Regions from separate parts of the Rattus norvegicus genome. Here region 2 is linked to region 1. A link is a contact called in public Hi-C data. All regions are on one chromosome and are shown on one strand. Each heading gives the region's core, a stretch centred on a gene start, on an enhancer-like site or on the middle of the called end of the contact. The rest is flanking DNA. Distances are from core to core; before and after follow the strand shown.

The links. A called contact is a pair of places that touch in the nucleus more often than the background predicts.
Region 2: a contact with region 1 is called in a Hi-C map of mammary epithelial cells, with 1.8 times the contacts expected there. The contact joins the promoter of Mapk9 here to the promoter of Cnot6l2 in region 1. A contact is called at or near these places in 3 of 12 Hi-C or Micro-C datasets (Schwann cells, kidney and mammary epithelial cells) and 1 of 1 datasets of contacts at active chromatin or transcription factors (oligodendrocytes).

Annotation. Positions count from the first base shown.
Region 1 is chr10:34,518,676-34,524,184 of GRCr8, forward strand. It overlaps Cnot6l2 (CCR4-NOT transcription complex, subunit 6 like 2), which reads left to right and starts at 2,093. Exons shown (of 3, transcript XM_063270031.1): 1 at 2,093-2,101; 2 at 3,319-5,509. The coding sequence starts at 2,093. The coding sequence ends at 4,167. The region is part of intron 2 of Cnot6 (CCR4-NOT transcription complex, subunit 6); the gene reads right to left.
Region 2 is chr10:34,668,300-34,673,808 of GRCr8, forward strand. It overlaps Mapk9 (mitogen-activated protein kinase 9), which reads left to right and starts at 2,474. Exons shown (of 12, transcript NM_017322.2): 1 at 2,474-2,684.

The DNA.
Region 1 (5,509 bases), core at 843-3,342:
AAATGTGAATTTGTTCCAACATGACTGACTTAATACTGAACAATCACTGCAAACTTCTCACTTGTTTATGTGCTATTTTAATCTGTGAAAAAAAATTAGACTAAGATAGAAAACTGCCCCAGGTGAACTGAGCTGTACAAAAATACGTAAGACAGGAGCACTAACCAGTAAGTCAGCTCCTTCTGTGTTGTGGACCGCACCCATTCAACTTCAGTGTCATAGTTTTCCAGACTTTCAGGTAACTCTCCTAGCAAATCAGAGTAATTTACAAGGACCAACCCTGTGGATGTGCAGCTCAAATAAAGCAGGTGCTTTTTGAGGGTAGGTGCACAGTTATGTAATACTGCTCTACTTCTTAGTCACTTAACATGAGAAATGCTTCCATTCTTATCAAGTTCCTGTACTCCAATTCCACTTCCTCCCAAGGCCTGTGATTTCCATATAAAACCTGTTACAGCAGCTTTCTTAAGAGTCCCACGCTTCTAAGTCTCAATATTCTACTTCCAGGAATTTAGAGGGAAAACTCATCTTCCCCTAGCATTTCACAAAATACTTACCATAGCCTAACCGTCAAGAGTATTCCTAAACAGCCTGGCTGCTTTGATTCCAGTGTGTGTGCTGGTTGACTGCTCCAATTAAACTCTCTAGCCTGTCTGAGCTCTAGGAAGCAAAGTCCACAAACCTCAAGTTTCATGCGTCTCATTTCAGGGCTTTCACTGTTTTGGCTGCTTTTCACATCTTCTAAAACTCCAACATTCTGAATTGGCATGACCCTATATTACAGAGTGATTGGGCAGTTTTCAAGCCCATCACAAAAGGAGCCACAGACACTATATCCAAGTCAAAAAAACAGTCACTACCTGTATTATTCCAAATATGACTTCAATTTTACTTGCATGGTCTTTATTCCCCCACACTGATGCCTAGTTATCTTTAAAACTTTATTTCTTGTTTAAAAAAAAAAAAACAGACTCTCCTTTGCTAAAAGGAAACAAAGCTCAGCAAAGTCCTTCAAAATCTAGGCTAGACAGACCTCTTGTACAGATGCTCTCAACTCACTCCCACTGTTCCAGTAACATCGTATGGTGGCTGACCTTACCCCCAAACCTGATACCTCAGTCTGATCACTGTCCCCTTTGTTTACAATGCTCCCCTTCTCCAACTTGGCAAGCTTCCACTCAGTGTCACTTTTCTTTAAACTGGCACCGCACCCTCATCCATAAGTTTCATCATTCTTCTGTTCCTTGAAGCACTTGTACACCATATTTCTATGCAGAACAGGAAGGCAGAACTGGACACAGTCATCTCTGGGTTCCCATCATCTATCTCAGGACTATCAAAAGCTATTCCTCAGGGTGCAATTCATCCAAAATATCCACATGGACAACAGAAAAGTAAAGCCCAAAGGGTAAGGCGGCCTGAATCAGCCTCTACCTTAGATTCAAATAATCATTCTTTCCTTCCTTCCTTCCTTCCTTAAACACCAAACTCTACTACACTCCACTGTACTCACAAGTACACGTTATACATATAGTTACACTTGGGTTTAGTCAACACTTTTCAAGTAGTGTTTATTAATCTCATTTCCTTGTAACACGGCCACCTTAGCCTGAATAAGAGGGACAGATAAGAAAAACTGTATATTGTGTAAAAGCTAAAAGGTTTAAAAAATTAACAGAACTTTCTTCTCCATGACAAAAGTATAGTGTGTGTGTGTGTATTATACATTTTTAGATGAAAATGTAGACATTTTCAGAGTGCTAAAACAGAAGCGTGAGCTTCCTAGCCAGTGGACCTTTCTCAGAACAGAGTTACATGTATACTGAAGATATTGATCTCTTACCATGTAAGGACCAAAGGATACTTCATTTACTCCAGTATGCCTTACATATGTCGTCCTTCTAGGATGCACTGAATGAAAAACTTAAACATGGTGCTGTACACCTTTAACCTCAGCATCCCAGAGGCAGAAACAGGAGGATCTGAGTTCAAGGTCAGCCTATTCTACAAAAAAAGGTTCCAGGCCAGCAGGAACTATATTTTAAGACCCATATTTTTGTTTTGTTTTGTTTTGTTTTAAAAAAAAGTTAACATGGGTTCAGTGGGATGTTTAAACATTAACCAAAATACTACGTGCATAGTGGGCAATTTCCTATAATGCCTTTATTTGCAGTCAGGACAAAGTTCCATATATCAACTTGTCTGTTCAAAACAAAACAAAACAAACAAAACAAAACAAAACAAACAAACAAAAAAAAAAAACCCTGAAATTTCCCAGCAGCCATAATACATCTGAAATTATACAAGGATTGTTCAAGAATTCTCCAGCCACACTAGAAAATGTCTGCCACATACTTTTTGTCTATGTTTGCAACACCCTGTGCACCTACTGAGAAATGGCTACACTGACATACTTTAAGTAATATCTACCCGTTAAAAACACTCCCCTTCCTTCTCCAAAACCCAAATACTTAGCAACTATATCACCCTTCATAACTGCAATATCCTGATCCTATCCTTAGAAACGGTGTCAGAGAATTAGACTAGACCACTGGCTCCGAGTTCATTTTAATTCTAAAATGTATTCTAAAACGCGCCAACTTCAAAAGACTGGCAGCAATTACAAAAAAAAGCAAACGATGCCTTGTTTTGAGCAGCATACAGAACGGTTGTGGAACGGTGGAGAAGTCTAGGGAAGTGTAGAAGAGACAGTGCTCGCACACACCGGATTGTTTTTTCATTTAGTCTCCAAAGTTAAAATTCCAAACACAGGCAGAGAAGAATTTAGACCTAGCAGGATCAGGCAATCTACCTGTAAAACAGGTTTACCTGTACTCAAATTGAGGCAAATTTAAACACAGTAACAAGTTGGCCCGTTCACAATGTCCTCACTTGCAGGAATAGTTAAAAGTAAAGAATTACAGTTGCTTATGAGCAGTCTCTAAAAACCGATGTCCGGGTAGAAAGAGTCGGGGGGCGGGGGGGGGGGGATATTTGTAAAAATGTTACCAAAGAAAATAACCACTGGCTTTGAAACATGAAAAGGCTAGGTCCGCTTTGGTTTAAACTAGGGAAAATTTTTCTTCGAGAAATTAGTACTTGAGTCCCGAGTCCAATAATCTCTACAGCTGATAATCACTTCTTTGGCCACGTAATCCGCCCCGCCCCTAACAATATCTGCGTTAAATTGACTTTAAACACTTTAGGAGGAAACGGGTGAGCATTAAGAGCGTCCACTGAGTGCCAAGTTCCACGCCGCACAGTGCGCCACCCCGCACAGCCACTTCTCCAAAGTTGCCACCGGTTCCTAGCTCCTAGTCCCCGCACACCAGCACCTCTCTTGGGGCGCGTGACCGGAGCCGGGGGTCCGAAAAGCCAGGGCTCACGCCACCGCCCTCGGTACGCCGCCACACTGCCGTCAATCAACACTCCTGCCCCCCCCCACCCTCCGACCCAGGCCGAGCCCCGGGACTCCGCGCGGGGGCGCGGCCCGGGGACCGACCGGACCGCGATCGCTGTGTCAAGGAGGGGGACGGACAGACGTCACTCGGAGAGCTACTAAGTTGTGCGCGAGTGCGCGCTCGGGGTCCCCAGGGCACGACCCCTGGGGGATGGGGGAGCGCAGGCGGCAGAGCCTCGGCGGGACGTCGCTCGGGCCCGTCGCGCTCACCTCTCGAGCTGCGCCGCCTTCCTCCGCCGCTGCCGCCGCCTCCTCCCGGTGAGTGCAGCGGGGTCTGCCCTGTGGAACCACCATACCAGTCCCGCCCGCTGCTGCAGCGCCGCCGCCGCCACTCCTCAGCCGCCTCAGCCGCCGCTCTTTGTTCCCCCTCCTCAGCCGCCGCTCCTCAGCCGCCCGCCTCGGCCGCCCGGACCCCACGAGCCGCCGCTACGCTCTGCCGCCCTCTCGGACCCCGGCCTCGCCCTCCTCGCCGCGCCGGCCGCCGCCTTCGCCTCCGCGCCGTCGACGCCGCCGCCACCGACGCCGACGCCTCCTCTTCCGCGCCCCCCTCGTTTTCATTGAAAGCAAACAAGCATCATGGCGGCGGCCGCCGTCCCCCTCCCACCCCAGCCAGCGAGCGCCCCGCTCACCGCCGTCTCTCCAACATCCCGGCTTCCTATTGGCTGACGCTGCTGGACGCGACCATCCCGCGTCGGGTGGGGGGGTGACTCCTCGCAGCTCGACGCTTTAGCCCCGTCTACGTTCCCCCGCGTCTCAGAGTAGTGAGCCGGCCCGGCGCGCTCCTGCCCGCCCTCCCAGCCTCTCTTCCCGCTCTCTCTGCGCCTATGCTTCTCCGCGCCTTCTATTTCCTCTCCTAAAGCTGTTCTTCCACGGTTCAGTTGCTCCTTTTCTTTCTCGTCCACTTTTATATCCACTTTACCATTGATTTTCCCCCTCCTCTTGATTCACTTTTTTCTTCCTTGGCCTGTCAATCACAGATAAAATTCTCAGTCGGTTAACCCTGTCCAGTATCTTGATCTGCCGAGAGACAAAACTTTAAATTTTCAATAGTCAACTATTGTTCCTGCCCTAACTATGCAGAAAAAAAAAATTAACAGGCAGTTTTTGATAATGGAGTCCTAATTTAAGTAACGAATCATAGCTGCATTCAAAGGCTAACACAGTCTATTCATGACAAACTGTGTTTTCAGGTAAACTGGAAAAGGAATGGGCTGATTAATGATACTAACATCAGGAAAAAGTAGCTGACTGGTATTCTGGACACAGGGATTAATCCAGCTCCACCTTGTCGAGTCATAGTGTATGGGCAAGAGTAACACCCAACAGACTTAAAATACACCGGCACTATAGACTGACGGGTTCAGCGTGAAGGAAAAGAGCTGCCCCTACCTCCATGGGGCAGATCAGCCCAAAAGCTGAGCGTGAAATGGTTTCCAGGAACTAACAAGGAAAAAATAAGTGCATGTCTCTCACAGAAGTCCATCAGGAATGAGTTCCAGGATGTGGGAACTGCAAGGCTGTTGCCTAAGGCAGGAGAGAACTGGGCAAGCAAAACACTGAGGGACAAAAGGCCTTCCAAGAACCAGATGTTCTGTTCAAGGCAGTTTGTGTTTGCCTGGCCCCAGCATTGCCTTGAGATCACCCACTGCCTACCGTTTGCCAGGATAGCAGTGTCAGTCTAGGCTTCTGGTGCCATGAGACACTGGAAAAGTTAAGGCAATGGAAACACCCATCATACGTGAGGAATTAGTAAGGACAGGCGCAGATGATCTACCTGAAGATATATGAGCTACCTGAAGCCCTGACCTATGCAGGTCAATCAGTGCCTATTTTATACAAAGAGTACAACCAGGCTGAGGGGCCAAGGGTGTAGACATCCTGCTGGGCTGTTCCCATTCCAGTGCTGTGCCCTGGGAACCTGTGCTCCAGCCTAGAGAAGAGGGTGTCTTTTTGCAACTCATCTGCCCAAGGGGAGCTGCACTTTTGAGAGTGACTGTAGGCCTCCAGAGGAGCCTCGTTATGTAACAAAAAACCTTAGCCTCATTAAGC
Region 2 (5,509 bases), core at 1,224-3,723, 150 kb after region 1:
TCTGAGCACTTGGCCCCAATGTCTTTCAAAGTCTCCGACCCAGCACTTTCCTTTGCTCTCCAGCCTCAGTAAGAGCTTCCATCTGCCGAGAGTTCTCCCTCCTTCTCCCTCCACTGTTTCTCCCTGCCTGGACAGGATAACCGGGTGTCAGTGTCCATGCACACTTTTGGCAGGATCTTTGAACTTAGAGGCCTCGACCGGGATTCTTTGTACTCATTCAGAGCATGGCTCCCCACCATTCCACCCACTCCCTCTCATGTCGCCTCGGCTCTGCCCCTGTGTGTCCACCATTATCTCATGAAGAAAATCAGAACGAAAAGCATCATCTGTAGAATGAACAGAATCCAAAAGGTTAACTAACTTACTGGGTAAACATATGCATGATGATGTGTGCTTGCTTACTTTGTATTGGATTGGCTATGAAACCAGTCTTGGATGTCTAGGAATTGGAGACTCATTCTACTCTGAGAGGGAACACTCATTAGTGTTCTTCAGGGAAAATGCAACAATGACAGCCGGTCTGTACTCGTTTTTTTTTTTTTTTTTTTTTTTTTTCCGGAGCTGGGGACCGAACCCACGGCCTTGTGCTTCCTAGGTAAGCGCTCTACCACTGAGCTAAATCCCCAGCCCCTGTACTCGTTTTTTAATAACACCAATCTCTGGTTCTGTTTTCTTTGGTGGTTCTAAAGCGGGTGGCAGGAAAGAGCTGAGGTGAGGACCGGTGTGGACAGACGCTCACAAAATGAACCTGTCTCAATGCAGCACACTCAGGAACTATGGAGAATTTTAAGCAGGATCAAACCATACGCCCTCTGGTGGCCAACATGGGGGTGGCCAAAGGAAGACTTTGGCGGTTGGGCATTGTTAACTTGACCTAGTCATATGTGAGAAGAGAGACTCTTAACCCAGACAATGCTTCTGTAAGATTGAACTGTAGAAAAGTTTGTAAGGGCATTTTCTTCACTAATGACTGATGTGGGAGGGCCTAGCACACTGAAGGCAGTTCCATCCCTAACTTAATAAGCTGTGTTCTTCCCTTGCTTCTGCTTTGGTTCCTGCCTGCTGGTTCCTGCCTTGAGTGTCCTACTTCCTTCAATGAGGAGTGGCCTGAGAGTTGTAAGCCAAAATAAACCCTTTCATCCCCGAAGTGCTTTCTGGTCATCTTGCTTTGTCACAATATGAAAACAGAATAAAACAGAGATACTGTCTATCCCTTTCTCTATCCCACTTCTCTGTGCCTCCACCCCCCTGGCTCAGTGCTTGAAACCGGAGTCACAGATCTCTTCAAATTCTGCCGAGATTCATGGGGCCTTCTATTCTCCTGATCTTCCTATATGCAGAGCCCGATTCCCTGGCTATTCCTTGGCATCCTACTACAGCTGTACCACTTGTCAACTACTGTCAGCATTTTTCCAATCCCTTATAGGCCAGTCCTCAGCCTAACCTGTTTAGAGCTTTTCCTCAGTGCGTTCAACCTCTCTTGTCTCACTTGCAGTCTTTCGATCAAAGCTCAGAGTAGTCAGAACCCTAAATTCTGTGCTTTCCAAACGTCTTATTCACCTCAGACCTTCTGGAACCTATTTGAGAGACAGAGGGCTGTAGGAGCGTCAACAAAAGCAGCAGTGTCAAAGACCGCTGTATAGAAGCCCTTCAGCATTGGAATGACGCCCTCCTCATCCCTCTACACCAAAGCAGAAACTTGTTCCTTACAACAGTCCTCTTTAGGTCACACCCCGCCAATCCCCTCACTGACTCACCAGCGTCATGGTCACCGTTTCTCCAGCCCCCACCCTCTGGACATCTGGCTGCATCCTTGTTATGAGCCCACTCAGTGTGGCTTACGCAGCGCATCCGCCTTAGTGAACAACAAACCCCAAGGCTCTGTGGCTTGTCCTCCCTCCTCCTCCCGGGCCGTTATACTCCAGGTTCCCAATCTTGCCCAGGTCTCCTGTCTAACCCGGTTGTTTCCAGTCCTTTTACCCCCTTTTTTTCCCAGGGGAGAGCACGAACGATTATGCAGTCGAGTTTCCAGCATTTGGAGAAATCGCAGGGCCGCCTCTCCACTTGCACCTGCTGCAACAGAGCCTGACTAGGCTCCTACACTGTAGCAAAGTCACGCTTCGCCCCTCCCCAGCTCTCGCTCCTCTTGGCCCACCCTCTCCGGCGCATGCGGGTCCCCTGGCCCTGGAAGGCGGGCTCAGGAGCTGGTCCTAGATTGACTTGGATCCCTAGTCCTCTGCGCACATTGGCAGACGCGCTTATAGCAAGCAGACGGCCAGGCGGGGAGCCGCCTAGGGGGCGCCACTTTGCACTAGGGTATCCAGAGCGCGCCACTGGCCTCGCCCACACCAACCCTCAGCCACGCCCTTACTGCCCAGCCTTGGCCCACCCCCAGTCTCGATTGGCCCCGCCTGCCTAGATATCCTTGTTCTGATTGGCTGGCCTGAGAATCCGTCAGACTGAGCGCGGCGGCGGCGGCGGCGGCGGCGGCAGCTGCGGAGCTGAAGGGAACCCGACCGGAAGGGTCGCTGCGCCCCGCGCCCCTCACACCCACTGCGGCGGCGACGGGGCGGAGCAGAGCGGGGCGGGGCGGCCGGGTCCGGGTCCTGGAGCTGGGAGCCGCCAGAACGCATCGCCGCCAGCGTGCCCTCCCTCTGCCTCCGGCGCGGCGGCGCGGAGCCGAGGTGAGCCCGGCGGGCGGCTAGGCCTGGCGGGGCTGCTCGGGCCGCGAAGGCCTGGGGTGCGGGGGGTGGGCTGCTCGGCACTGCCTGGCTTTCCACGGTTCCGCAGTCGTTCTCTCTCGCCTGGTGTCTGCTGCCCAGGGCTGCAGGCCGGCTGTCTGGCCCGGGCCCAGCAGACCTGCCCGCAGGAGTCTGTGGGCGCCTTCTCTCCAGCTGTGAGGCATGCTGCTGTACTCCGCTGCATGCCCTGGAGTCTGGGCTCTGATCCCCGCGACCTTGGCGGTGACTCTGACCCTCACTGGCCCTCTGCTTTCCCCTCCGCAGTAGTGGTAAAATGTCTAGGGTTTGGTTGGGGGTTGTTATCGGGCAGTGTAACTGTCTCAAAGCACTAGGGCAGAGAAGCCTAAGGCGCACAGTTGAGGGCGTCCGAGTGGGTAAATGCTCCCTTACTGGCACGAGTGTCGTAGGAACTCTCATCCGCTTAGAGTCCTCCCCCACTTCTCCCCCCAACCCCCGCCCCAGTGCCTTGTCATTCATCTTCAGTGCCCAGCAAAGAGCCAGAGTGGGCCCTGCCCACCTCCTCTGCCACTCCCTTCCCTCCTAACAAGAAGCAGATCTCTGCTCTCCTAGCCTATTCACCTCACCTGCTTTGGACATGCCAAAAATCATTTATTTACCTCAGGACCTTTGCACTTTGACTTTTCCATGTTCGGAGTTGTCTATAAGATTTTCGCCCTGCTGTCTCTTCTCGTATCACTTCCTCCTGTGGTTCAGTGTCTTGTTATTGGCGAGGCCTGCCTTGACCACCCTTTTCCCTCGCTTAGTCATTCCCGTTCATCAGTTTAGTTTTCCTTCCAGCACTGACTCTGGTTTGATGCTATCTGATTTATAGCCCAGTTTTTGTATAGCACTGTGAATACAGGTAGTTGTCTGGTATATTGACTCTCGTCTCTAGAGTCAGATCAGTGAATGAGCAGTAAGACCATCCCTGCCTATTATCTCTGCTTTGTCCATTTTGTTGGTGACTTTTAACTTGTGAAACTTGTAAGCAAACAGACTCTTATTCTCATTTTGTGAAATGTTTTAATGTTTTTAATCTCTTTCTAGCACCTGTCAGAACAATTTGTGATTAAAAAAAATTACATTTTTGCTAAGAGTTTTGCTCGAGCTTCCTTCCACACGTTCAGGAGTTATCTACTGAATTCTGTATTATCTAGGTCATGCTTTCTGCTGGACTCTAAGGACACAAAGGAGATAGCAACAGGGTACCTTCCCCCAGAGAGTCCAGGAGCCCCGTAGACACAGACTGGCAAGCACACAGTTCTAGGACAGGATGTGACACCAGCTGTAGTGAAGGGTCTGTGCCCTAGAAATGGAGGGTGTGGGGTGGGGGTGCTGGAGGGCCTTGAGCAGGGACGGACACAGAAAGTGAAAGGGCAAGATCAACAGGGAACTTTGCTCAGCCTGTGGCCAAGAATTAGCCCTCCGAGGCAAGCGTGGCATTGTGGAGTGCTGGAGACCCCTGGAGGTCCAGAACTTCGTTCAGCCTTTTTTTAAGAGCCAGGATTCCAAGTTTGTATCCGGACTCTGATATTTTAGCGTTGGCAATAGCTAATTAAAACGAGCCATTTGGTGCCCCGCCAAATGCGGACCTCATGCAGCACCGCTAACCTCCTGAGCAGGCAGTGTGGGAGGGAGAAGCTTCGAGGAGCAGGAACAGTAGCCTGAGGCCAGAGGAGCTAGGCCCTGTTCACCCAGATACCAACCAGGTTCCACAGAGGAAGAAATGGAGGCCCACAGTGCTTCAGTAGTCTGCTTCAGCGCAGGCAGCCAGTGAGAACCTGAAACCAGATTGCCCCTCCATCTAAGGTTCTCAGCTCTCTTTGTGTTTGCCTTCCATTAGCCAATCTATAAACGTTTCTCCTCTCCTTTCAGGAGAGTCCTGCATAGTTAAAAATAATTGTTGTTTTGGGGGCATAATCTCTAGAGACCTTTTGCTTTCCTGAGGTTTCAATTTGCAGGGTCTCAGGACTTTATAATTACTCGTTAACAGATGCTTCGCTCTATCCTTTAAATAAATGGCCAGGAGTGTACTTGAATGTGTCAGTTTCAAAAGAAAAAAGGCTTAACCTTCTGTACTAAGAGAAATGCCAAACGGATTAGTTATTAATGAGTGAACCAATTTTTAAAAGCTTATTATATATAGGATAAAACAAAATCTGATTTTAAAAGAAAAGTATTAATTGGTCAGTAGGGCTGCTATTTTTGACTAAATATGAAGTTATCTTTTACACCTGGCTAGGAAGGCGGCAATTTTATTTTAAAAACAATAATTCTTAATGGTTTGTACTTGGCCACCGTGTGAGTTGGATTTCAACAGCAGCGTTTAGTTGTTTGTGATGGGGACTTTCAGATTTGTTATAAAGTGGATGGCTTTACCAGCGTCTACACGTTTTAACTATGGCAGTCTCTTTTCATCCCTGATCTCAGAGCATGTAAACTCTCCTCACGTTGTGTTGAAGCAGATCCTTGACATCCCGTCATTCTGTCCATGAACTTTTTAGTCTATTTCGCTAAAACAAACAAACAAACAAACAAGGTTCTCTTAAAATTTTAAAAGCAGCCATTCTTTCATAGCATCAAGTAACCAGTCAAAACTTGAATATCTAAGTGTCTTGTGTATCTTACAGTTTTTGTAATCATTTGAAGTTTTTGTTGTGATTATTGGTTGATGTCTTTTCAGTTCTCTCTGTTGGCTTTTATCTTTTGGTGCTTATTGTTTTGGGGTTGTACGTTTGTTTCTTCTTTCAGATATGGCTTCCCACTCA